Regions from separate parts of the Mus musculus genome. Here region 1 is linked to region 2. Evidence: chromatin contacts called from public HiChIP or PLAC-seq data. All regions are on one chromosome and are shown on one strand. The core of a region is the stretch at or near the end of the contact, and the rest is flanking DNA. Distances in the headings are between cores, read along the strand shown. Region 1 overlaps Sh3bp5 (SH3-domain binding protein 5 (BTK-associated)). Region 2 holds the start of Nisch (nischarin).

The links. HiChIP or PLAC-seq counts read pairs in DNA pulled down with a chosen protein or histone mark.
Region 1: an H3K4me3 HiChIP or PLAC-seq map of bone marrow-derived macrophages shows a contact between it and region 2, with 2.1 times the contacts expected there. The contact joins the enhancer-like site here to the promoter of Nisch in region 2. A contact is called at or near these places in 10 of 39 promoter capture datasets (3T3-L1-derived adipocytes, the C10 cell line, the HPC-7 cell line and 6 more), 1 of 15 datasets of contacts at CTCF or cohesin (large pre-B cells), 4 of 484 Hi-C or Micro-C datasets (the N1E-115 cell line, brown adipocytes, nephron progenitors and 1 more), 7 of 115 datasets of contacts at active chromatin or transcription factors (the 230-238 cell line, astrocytes, bone marrow-derived macrophages and 3 more) and 4 of 9 other capture datasets (adipose tissue, embryonic stem cells, liver and 1 more).

The regions. Positions count from the first base shown.
Region 1 is chr14:31,371,229-31,376,135 of GRCm38.p6, forward strand. Sh3bp5 (SH3-domain binding protein 5 (BTK-associated)) reads right to left here. Exons shown (of 9, transcript NM_011894.3): 8 at 4,376-4,636; 9 at 1,386-3,973. The coding sequence ends at 3,756. Capn7 (calpain 7) reads left to right here. Exons shown (of 21, transcript NM_009796.3): 21 at 1-756. Among named protein-coding and RNA genes, the nearest start is that of Capn7, 37 kb to the left of the region's middle. Within about 2 kb of position 3,338, at least 2 of the 459 cell types and tissues checked have an H3K27ac peak or open chromatin away from gene starts, as enhancers often do. A contact at or near this core is called in bone marrow-derived macrophages, where this site is marked.
Region 2 is chr14:31,203,630-31,208,473 of GRCm38.p6, forward strand. Nisch (nischarin) reads right to left here and starts at 3,197. Exons shown (of 21, transcript NM_022656.2): 1 at 2,938-3,197; 2 at 813-896. The coding sequence starts at 3,033. Tnnc1 (troponin C, cardiac/slow skeletal) reads left to right here and starts at 4,683. Exons shown (of 6, transcript NM_009393.3): 1 at 4,683-4,749. The coding sequence starts at 4,726.

The DNA.
Region 1 (4,907 bases), core at 2,088-4,587, 170 kb after region 2:
CAGAGCTGGCGTGTACTCGGTGGCGGCTCTGTGTAAATCACAGGCTAGATTCAGCCATCACTGGGAGATGCTTTCGTTAATAGGACACGAGGAGGACAATGAGGACCACAGGTCCACTGAGTGCAAGAGCAGCCTAGTTTAGGATCTTGAAATACCTATGTTTCCTGTTTTTACAGAGCACGTACGTTTAGCCCATTTATGTTGACCCCACCATACATCTTAAACAACTAATTACCAAATGAATTAGGTCACTGCAACTAATTTGAATTTTTCATTGTGTCTTTAATGTTTATTGTCGTGTAGCTGTTAAGCTTTAAAAACCGCTGTTTAGCTTAGCATGGAGATGCTCAGGCTTAAGAATGAAGGTTGTCAGTGTTAGGTGCATTGTCCATTGTAGAGAGGACCGAAGTATATTTACTGTTGCTGTTCTTAGTTCTTAGCAGGTTGGTGAATGTAGCAATCAGATGGAAATGCTGAGGTTTAACCGTAGGGTTTTAATTGCTCTGTAGTCAGTGCTTTCATCATGGGGACTTGGGGAGTCCTTGAGAATTTAGTATATGGTGACTGAGTTATACAGCATTCATAAAAAGTGAGTGGTCAGGAATTAGTGTTTACATAAAATCATCACTGCAGAATGATGCTCAAGATTTTCAAGTTCTGGAAAATAGGATGGGATCTGTCATTGTCTCTACTTTATAATTATCAAATCTATTTCTACTGCCTTTGATTGAAATAAAATATTTATACTTATGGAAACTATGTAGTTTAATGTCCAGAATTTGATTTTACGTCCCTGTAAAAGAAGACAGACATGCATAGAAATACTTGCTGCAAGAATAAAACCAATAAGATTTCACTTGGCTAAAATTAGCCACATGAGCTTACTAAATATGAGTTAATTTCTGTCATCAAAAACATAATAGAAAGCTGTGAGGCCACTCAATGGCACAGCACTTGGCTTAGCCCTGGGTTCAATCCCCAGCACACATACACACCACAAACAAACAAAACCCAGCAGAGAAGACCTATATATAAAGTGGTGACTCTTGGATATAGGTAAGGCTCAACACATACTTTCAAGAATGCCATAAATACAGAATAGAGAAATAGCTAGGAGTTATTTTTTACTATGAACTTATTTACCTTGCATATTCTTTTTAATCTTCTCATTGGCTTTATTATTGCTTTTTACGACAGGGGAAACAAGCCTGAACGATCTTGCTTTAGGTTCAAAAGCTTTTACCCGGGGCTGCCCTGATTTAGTGGTCCAGCTGCTTTCTATGTGGGGACAGCAGGCTGGAATTGGTAGTAGGAATGTGACTCTATTGAATCAGAAGCACCATTGTGGAACAGATTTTAAAATGAGAAATAGCTAGAGAGAGGAAGGTGGTTCAGGTATCTAATTTCAATATACGCATAGATGCTCAGACTTAAAGAAGAAACTCCCCTTATCCCCCACCCTCACCCCACACACAAGGTAAAGGAAATTATCAATATTCTAGAATTAGTAGTACATGGTTCAGTTATTGTGGTCACCTCAAAAAATACATGAGAGCTGGAGGGTCAAAAACTGAAATTGGCTAAATTTCAGAAATGGTAACTTGAGAGACATGGAGAAGGACAGGTGTGAGAGTGAGTCCCCAACATGGCAGAGGAGGCTGAGATGACAAGAGTGGCACTGCTCTAACCTAGAAGCGTGAAGGGAGACAGGCGAGGAAGTGACCATGAAGCAGGGTCGAAGGTTTCTGACTTCCTGCTGTGGGAGACAGGGTGAGGGGAACCAAAGCAGGAAGGCATACTGTGAAACGCCTGTGCCCACAGAAGGGATATAGCACTAAACTTCCCAACACGAGAATATTCTGTCTTCTAGTCTCTGCCAGAAATAGACAAACTACACAACTTTACCTCAGAAATGTTGACAGGAAGGGGGAATGAGCAGCGCCTCACTGCCAGAACAGAGCAATTGAAAGGGACTCCCACCAACTCTGAGATGGAATTTAACAGGCAAAGCACTTATGATCACTTGGCACTTAATCCCACAGCACATTTCAGTGTGTGGCATATACATTATAAAGTCCACTACTGGGGGCTGGAGAGATGGTCAATGGTTAAGAGCACTGACTGCTCTTCCAAAGGTCCTGAGTTCAATTCCCAGCAACCACATGGTGGCTCACAGCCATCTGTAATGGAATCTGATGCTCTCTTCTGGTTTGTCTGAAGACAGCTACTCTCAGATTTCCATTAGAAAAAGTACCTTAGTGCCACAAATTAAATCAGACTGAGTAGATGAGACCATTTAACAGTATGTCCCCCTGCCCCTAAGACTATGCTGACCAGTGAAACTAAAAGCTTCTCTTCTCGGGACTGTCACCTGGAACTGCCCGCCTGTCTCTTCTCAGTGCTCACCTTTGTAACAGCAAAAGTGGGAATTCTAATCCAGACCTTGGTGTGTGAGCTAAAATTTCCAGGCTCCATCATCACCTTACCTGAAAAGGAGAGCAGATGCCCCAACAACCAAGGCAAGAGGAGAAGACAGACAACAGTGGACTTTCTCATCGGAAGTCACAAAGTCTTCTCGGCTTTTATTACACCCAAGGTAATAAAACAAGTACAAAATAACCTTGTAATAAGGATACTGTGTCCATCAATAAAAAAGAAACCACTAGTGTATGAAGAGCTATACACACATGGCTAAAATTAATAGTTGTAAATGGGGAGTTGTTTTCTTTTTTTTTTTCTTTCAGAAATGGTAGATTAATAAAACAGGACAAATAAAATACAGTGCTCTAAATATGCATAACCATAAACACTAAGTCTATACACTACTATTAGCATAACAGATCCATTGCTTCTATTTACCAACCATGCCCATTCCCTCCTAGCTTTAAGGACAGCTTCCTCTAAGGAATACTAGGTGCAGCATAAACCTTAAATAATCTCAGGTATTGTAGGAGTTACAGTCTACAGAGAAATGAACTCCTTGTCAATCTAGATAAGAGCAATGCCAACCATTCCTCACATGCACTTCTCTTAGAATAAAGCCCCTTGGCTAGCAGGCTAAGCTCAGGCTACAAACTGCCCCCAGCCACACATCCCCTCTATGATATCTACGTCCCCACATTGGCATTCACCGTCCCCACCCCTAAAAAGTGCAGTTCCTGGTAGCTTTCCTAGGAAATGGTTCAACAGGTTTCCCAGAAGACACGCTTCTGAAAGCCCCTCTGAGCGAGCACCAGTGGTGGTGATGAGGAACTGTGTTCCTGCACTGTAGTTACAGCAGTGTGTTCTGAACACTTGAGTTTGTGTGTGTGTGTGTGTGTGATTTTTAAAATTATCTTGGTGCCCTGTGATGTAATGGAGAGAACATCTGTTTCCCCAAGAAGAAGAGGAAGTGGGGATAGAGATGAAGGCTGGTGACCCCAGTCTGGCTAAGTGTCCAGCTCTCCTCCTGGCCCTGCAGGTTCTTTCTCAGAAACTAGTTATTGCTTCCACGCTGCCGCTACAGGGAATGCTCTGCAAAGACCGTGACCCTCCCTGGTCACGGTTTACCTGCAATGGCTCTGCTCTGAAAAGCACACCAGCCCAAGAGCTCTTACCAGAGGGAAAATGTTTAGCCCTCAAGGTCACTGAAACTTGGTTAGTGCAGTTTAGAGTAAATGCATACTATTTGGCTTATGTTAAATGATTATTGGCACAATGTTCTTGAATTTCATGTATAAATATGATCTGCACATAGGCCATAGCCCTTGGGTGGATCAGCCAATCTGCACCATTTTTATGTCAGCAATAATTCCATCTCTTCCTTTTGAGCACTGTAGGGAGAGCTGCTTCATCCGGGTTTCCAAGGCCTGGCTCTCAAGGGACGTGCTGCTTTGGCTCCTGCTCCTGCCACTGCCACCGTTGGTGCTGCCGAGAACACGGTTGTTGTTGGCTTTGTCACTCATTTTATTCTCGGCCCCTTCTGCTCTGTCTCCTGCAGAGATACAAAGATTGCCAAATGGGGGTGGTCAGTTTCAAGAGTTCCATAGGCACCAGCATCGGCCACCTGAGCCCTCTGCCATTCCTGCTGTCCACCATACATCTCAGAGGTTCTCCAGCACTGGGTGGCACACTACATGCACTCACTAATCTGTTCTTTAGAGATGAGATGTACCATTGTCATTTTGTAGCTAGGAAGCGAACCTCTCCAACAGGAACTTGCCGAGAGGATTGTTCTTAGGGGAGACATGGGACCTAAGTTCTGCTTGGTTGAAGTTGGCCAGGACTGTAGAAGTGCCCTTGAAAGTAATCTGAGTGATCCATCCCACTGTATGTTCTCAGGGCCCCTGAGACCTGGCAAAGGTATGGACAGTGCACAAGTTGAGCTGCAACCTACCTCGTTCAACCTCACATTCAGGGGAGGAGGCCCCACTGCATTCACTTCGAGGACCCAGTATTGGGAACATCATCCCAAATTCTGACAGGGACACAGGGCTAGGCAGATCCAGACTGCCAGGCCTTGCCACTGCAGGGAACTGATCAGGCATTTCAGACGGACTCGTCGGTCCCGAACTAAAGCTGGACACAGACTGGGTTTCCGAGTCATCTTCAGACACCAAGTTGCTGCAGTTGTCATCTTCAAAGGCTTCTGATGCCACTGTGATGAGAGAGGACATCAATCACATGGGATCTGCCAGGTAGTAGCCCAGTCCCTTAAATGCCTGCAGACATGCTCTCTGCTGGACATGCTCACACAACATGGAGTCTGCAGGACCTGCATCGCACCTGAACCTGTCTGACCAGCCTCCAGAACAGTTTGAAAGGAAGCGGCTTGTCCAGCATATACAAAGGCCTGAGTTCCATCCCCAGCGCCGAAGGAAAGGGGAAGGTAAATTCAGACTAGCCCTTTGTAATGTAGCCTATACTAG
Region 2 (4,844 bases), core at 1,947-4,446:
GATATTCAGAAAAGTAGTGCTTACGGTCCCTAAAGTTTGGAAATAAAAGGAGTTTGTATCTTTAAGACATGCTCACTACAAATGCCCCACAGAAAGCAGCTCTTTCTAAAAGCAAAGGGAAAATACAATTTCAATCTGTTATTAGAGAATAAAAATATATTTTGTGGGACAAGTTCAAACCTGTACCCTCTTCAGGAGACTGTCTTATATTGGAGGTGCATGGCAATTTTAAAATTTAAAATTAAAATTTACATATTCTATCCTTAGACTGTCTCACACTAGGTTGCATTCCTAGCACCAACCAGTTCTTTGTGCTGCATCAAGGAACTGGTTTACTACAGCAAGTCACAGAGCTCATGAGAGGGCTCACCGGGTAAAGGAGCTGCCAAGTCTAATGACCTAAGTTCAATCCCTGGGGCCTCTATGGTGGAAAGAGAACCCTGCTCTCACAAACTGACCTCTACACATGAGCTGTGGCACGTGTGCATCTTCCTCTCACTAGAACACACACAGACACACACAGACACACACACACACTTGTTTTTTTGTTTTGTTTTATAAGACAGGTTCTGTGTAGCCCTGGAACTCGCTCTGTAGATGAGGCAGGCCTTAAACTCACATGCCTTTGCCTCCCAAGTGCTGCTAGAATTAAAGGTATGTGTGGTATAACCCTGGCCATGAATAAATGTTTTTAAAACTTACAAGCAATAGATGTGGAGGCAGTTTTGCCCTAAAATTAACATGTGGCACAATGGAGACTTGGCCCACAAGCCCCACCCCTTGAGATACAGGTGCCAAGGTCTTCAGATTACCTTTTCATGTAGGTCATGAAAATCACTGTAACGGTGTTTGATCGTCCACTCATGGTTGCCATCGGTAACCTGGATGACATAAACCTAAAGGGAAAAATGATTTTTTGTGACAAGAGAACCCCAACTCACAATAGCTGCAAGGTACTCAGTCCCCACTCCCCAAAAAGCCAGAGTCAGGCATCCTTGCACACCCACTGTGCACCCAGCTTTCCTCAGCCTCCTTGACAGCCCTGTAAGGTCTGGAGAAGAGCTCTGGCTCCCATTATCAGGAAGGAATGGTATGGGTGACTAGCTCCACACACCTCCTTAGATTTTTTTTTTTTACCTCCTGTCTCTGTATAACTCAAAACCCAACTTGTGCTATAGGCAAGGCTGCCCCTTCCAAGGGAGGCAGAGCAGAGCCCAGTGAGGCAGCACCAGTGTCTCTGCTATACATCTTTCCAGGAGCCCTAACTCCATCCTAGAAGCAAGGCCTTCAGTCAACCTCTTCCACTAGCTGTGGTTTTGACTTTGGCAGCTGAACCAGGAGGCAAGGCATCACCAGGCTTCCAGGGGCAGCGGTGGCTCAATCAGCCTCAACAGAAGGCGATATAGCTCTGGTGGTTAATCGTCCACCAAAACCTGGGTTCAAAATCTGGCTATCCCATTTCCTGGGTGTGGCTTATGTGCCACTTATGTAAGTGACTGGGAACCTAAGCTCTCTCTGGGCCTCAATTCCTCCATTTTAAAACCTGGTGGGCCAAGTAAAGCAATTAAGTGTAAAGGCCTAACACGGAACAGAAGATAGATATGTTAGTCACATTCCGTGCATCACACCCAGTGACAAATGAGGATGGTCAGTTTGGATCATCACCTTGCTCCTGACACTAAGGGGAAGGACAAAGAGCCTCTACTGACTGCAGCTAGTCCTAGGTGAGTGACCTCATTCCTTAACTAGATCAAGCCCCACGGTCCTAGCTTCCCTTCCTCGGCCTGGAGCACGGAGAGGTTAGTGGGAACAGTGAACGAGGCTGATTCCTGACCCCAGGAGCAGCCATTTCTCCAGAGCCAGCCTGTTGCTCTAAAAGGAGCCGCTAGCGGCTTCTCTTCCTTGCAGCGGGGAGAAAGAACTAGATAGAGGAATCGCCCTCAGGATCCGGTATTAGGGTGGGAGCCAGTGGGGTGGGGCAAAGGCAGGCCCGAGGCCCTTACCTCTGTCCACCCTCCAGGGAACAAAGGACAAGGAGACGGGAGGTGCTCAGTGGGCCCCCACCACAGTGCAAGTTTTCACCTGGCAGGCTGCCCACGAGGCTCTCGGGCCTAGCATCCAACCCTATGCAGGCCCAAAGGGCGTCTAACGCCATCACAGAAACTACCCTCCTTTTTTGTTGGCTTTCCCTTGTAGCCTACAAGGATACATTAGAAGCTCGTGTCCCTCTCCCCTAAGCCGTGACGTCCCCTAAGGTTTGCAGGCCCTGTACTTCGGCCTCGAGGTAACTTCTGTGTTCTGCACGGCTGGGATCCATTCCTTTCTCCCCAGACCCCGAGGGCTCATTTTTCCATCCACCACCCCCCCCCACACACACACACACGCACGCACGCACGCACACACACACACTTCGCAGGGCTGATCTGGACTGCGACTAGTGTTTGGTTGGTGGGGGTGGAGATCGGGATCTGCTGTCTCTCCTTCACCACCTGATGATCTCTAGCCCTGGCCCTTGGTCCCATCGACCAGAGACCACCCCTTCCGCGTCCCCTTCCTCCCAGACTTCCCATGAAGGTCTCTTAGGCTGGCATTCTTCCTTGCCTGGAGGATCCAGAGGGCCTCCATCTCACCATCCCCTCCTCCCCCACCCTCTGATTGCTCCAACACAAGTCTCCTTTTCTGGTCGCGCACCCTTTCCCCAGCCCCCCTTCCCGCGCCCCGCCTAGATCCTCCTCCAGAACCTATGCGACCCGGCCCTTCCTCCGAATCCCCCATTTTTTTCGGGCTCCCTCGTCGCTACCTCGCAGAACCTTCCACGCACTCATCGAATGTGCTACCCAGGCCCCCCCCACCCCCCACTTCTCAAAGCCCCTGGGTCGAGAACTCCGGGTTCCAGGCGCTAAGCCCGCTCTGGACGCTCGCGGCCCCCCAGCACACCGTGTACGTGTCCACGAGCTCAGAACCCACGACGCGCGCCTCCTTGGCAGGCTCGGCCTCCCGCTCAGGGCCGAAGCTGAGTGTCGCAGCCGCCATGTTGCCGGCTCCACCGCTGCCGACGCCCGGCGCAGAGTGGCAGCAGCAGGGGGCGGGGTCAGCGTCCCACCGCCCCCCAGCCCCCGCTGCCCCCCGCCCGCGCCCGCGACGCCATCTTGGCCCCTCGGCCTGCTTGCGTCCTCGCCCCGCCCCTTGCCCGTAATTGACAGCACAACCAGTGGCACGCATGCGCAGCTCCTGCGGGCTTGCCCAATTTGCTTTCTGTATACCTGTGCGGCGTTCTGTCCCCTCGGGCAGTTGTGGTCATTGTCCGCTGGGCTCACAGCAGGGAAGGGCAGAGGCCATGGGCCTTCGGAACTCTCCGAAGTCACTCTGCTTCGCTTGGCCTCAGTTTCCAGAGGGGACATTAATAGGGTCTCGCCTGGCTGTTGGGTTCATTCCCTGTGTAGCAAGAGCAAAATGAATAAGACTAGACTTAGAGATGGAACAAGGACCAGAGGGACTCTCCGACACTTGGGGGGTTTGTTGTTAAAAGTACTGGTGGAGAATTGATTGTGGTGATTCTGCAGTGCTCAGTACCCCACGGGCTTTCCCCTGGCAGTGTGCTAGGCGGCACACTGGTGTGTTCAGGGAGAGCTTATATGCAGCAGACGTGCAGGTGGATGGAAGAGATATGCGCTGTCCATCTGGTTTCCCAGATGACATCCTGCAAGAGCTCAAGGTGAGGAGGAGACAGACTAGGCCTTGGACACAAGAGCGTGGCTGAAGAAACATCCATAGGGAACAACCATAGGGAAGACTTAGCTGGAGAAGAGATGACCCAACCGGAGGAGGAAAAGAGAGAATCCTGATAGACATAGGGTTCTTTAGGGACACTTGTTGACTCACAGAATGCAGCTGACTCAAACCCGAAGTGAACACTGATTGTTGTCCTTGAAAGATGGAAGGTTGCGGCGTGGTAGATCCCGCTGAAGGGCTTCAGGCCAGCCTATTCTTTGTGGGCCAGTGACTTCTTCCATTACCAGTGTCATATTATACTCTGAACCTTGCATAGGAAGTGTTTCTTGGCAGGACTTACACTGCCAGCCTCTGTTGGCATGCTACCATCTCTCAGGGGGTGTAATATAAGGTAGGGATTCTCCGGTCAGCTTGACCTCAGGCAAGTCACTGTGATTCCATAGAAGACCGAACTGTTTACTTCACATTTCCTGTGTGCTCATATTTTCATTCATTCAGGAAACTTTTTCCTGAGGTTGTTGAGGATGTGTGTGTGTGTGTGTGTGTGTGTGTGTGTGTGTATTGCATTTAGGTGCTTGCTCCCAAACCTGAAAACTTGAGTTCAGTCCTGGGTTCCTGGGAACCTAGGTAGCAGAGAGAGATAGATGACTCCTGCAAGTTGTCCTTTGACTTCCACATGCACTCATAAATAAAAGCAATACATTCTTTTTTTTTTCTTGAGACTTCCCTGGGGGTGGGGTGGGGTCTGGGGAACAGATGGCAAGAGACCTGGTCCTTGCAGTCCTTCATAGCTCCTGGCCCTAGGCAGATGATACAGGGACTTTGGCCAGCCTGAGATTACAGGGACCAGGGAGGGGGTGGAGGATATTCCAGGCAGTGGTGGGCTGGGCTGGGAATGTAGCAGGAGGTGGAGGGAGGCAGGGCTATATAAGCCCAAGCAGAGGGCTGGCTGGCTGGCAACCCCAGTAGCCTGTCCTGTGAGCTGTCGCCAGAATGGATGACATCTACAAAGCTGCGGTGAGAGATGAATCTTTAAGGGGTTAGGGTGGGTAGGTCCATTGGGGTTCCCTTAGCTAAGGATGGAGGACAGGGGTACACTAGGGAAGTGATGG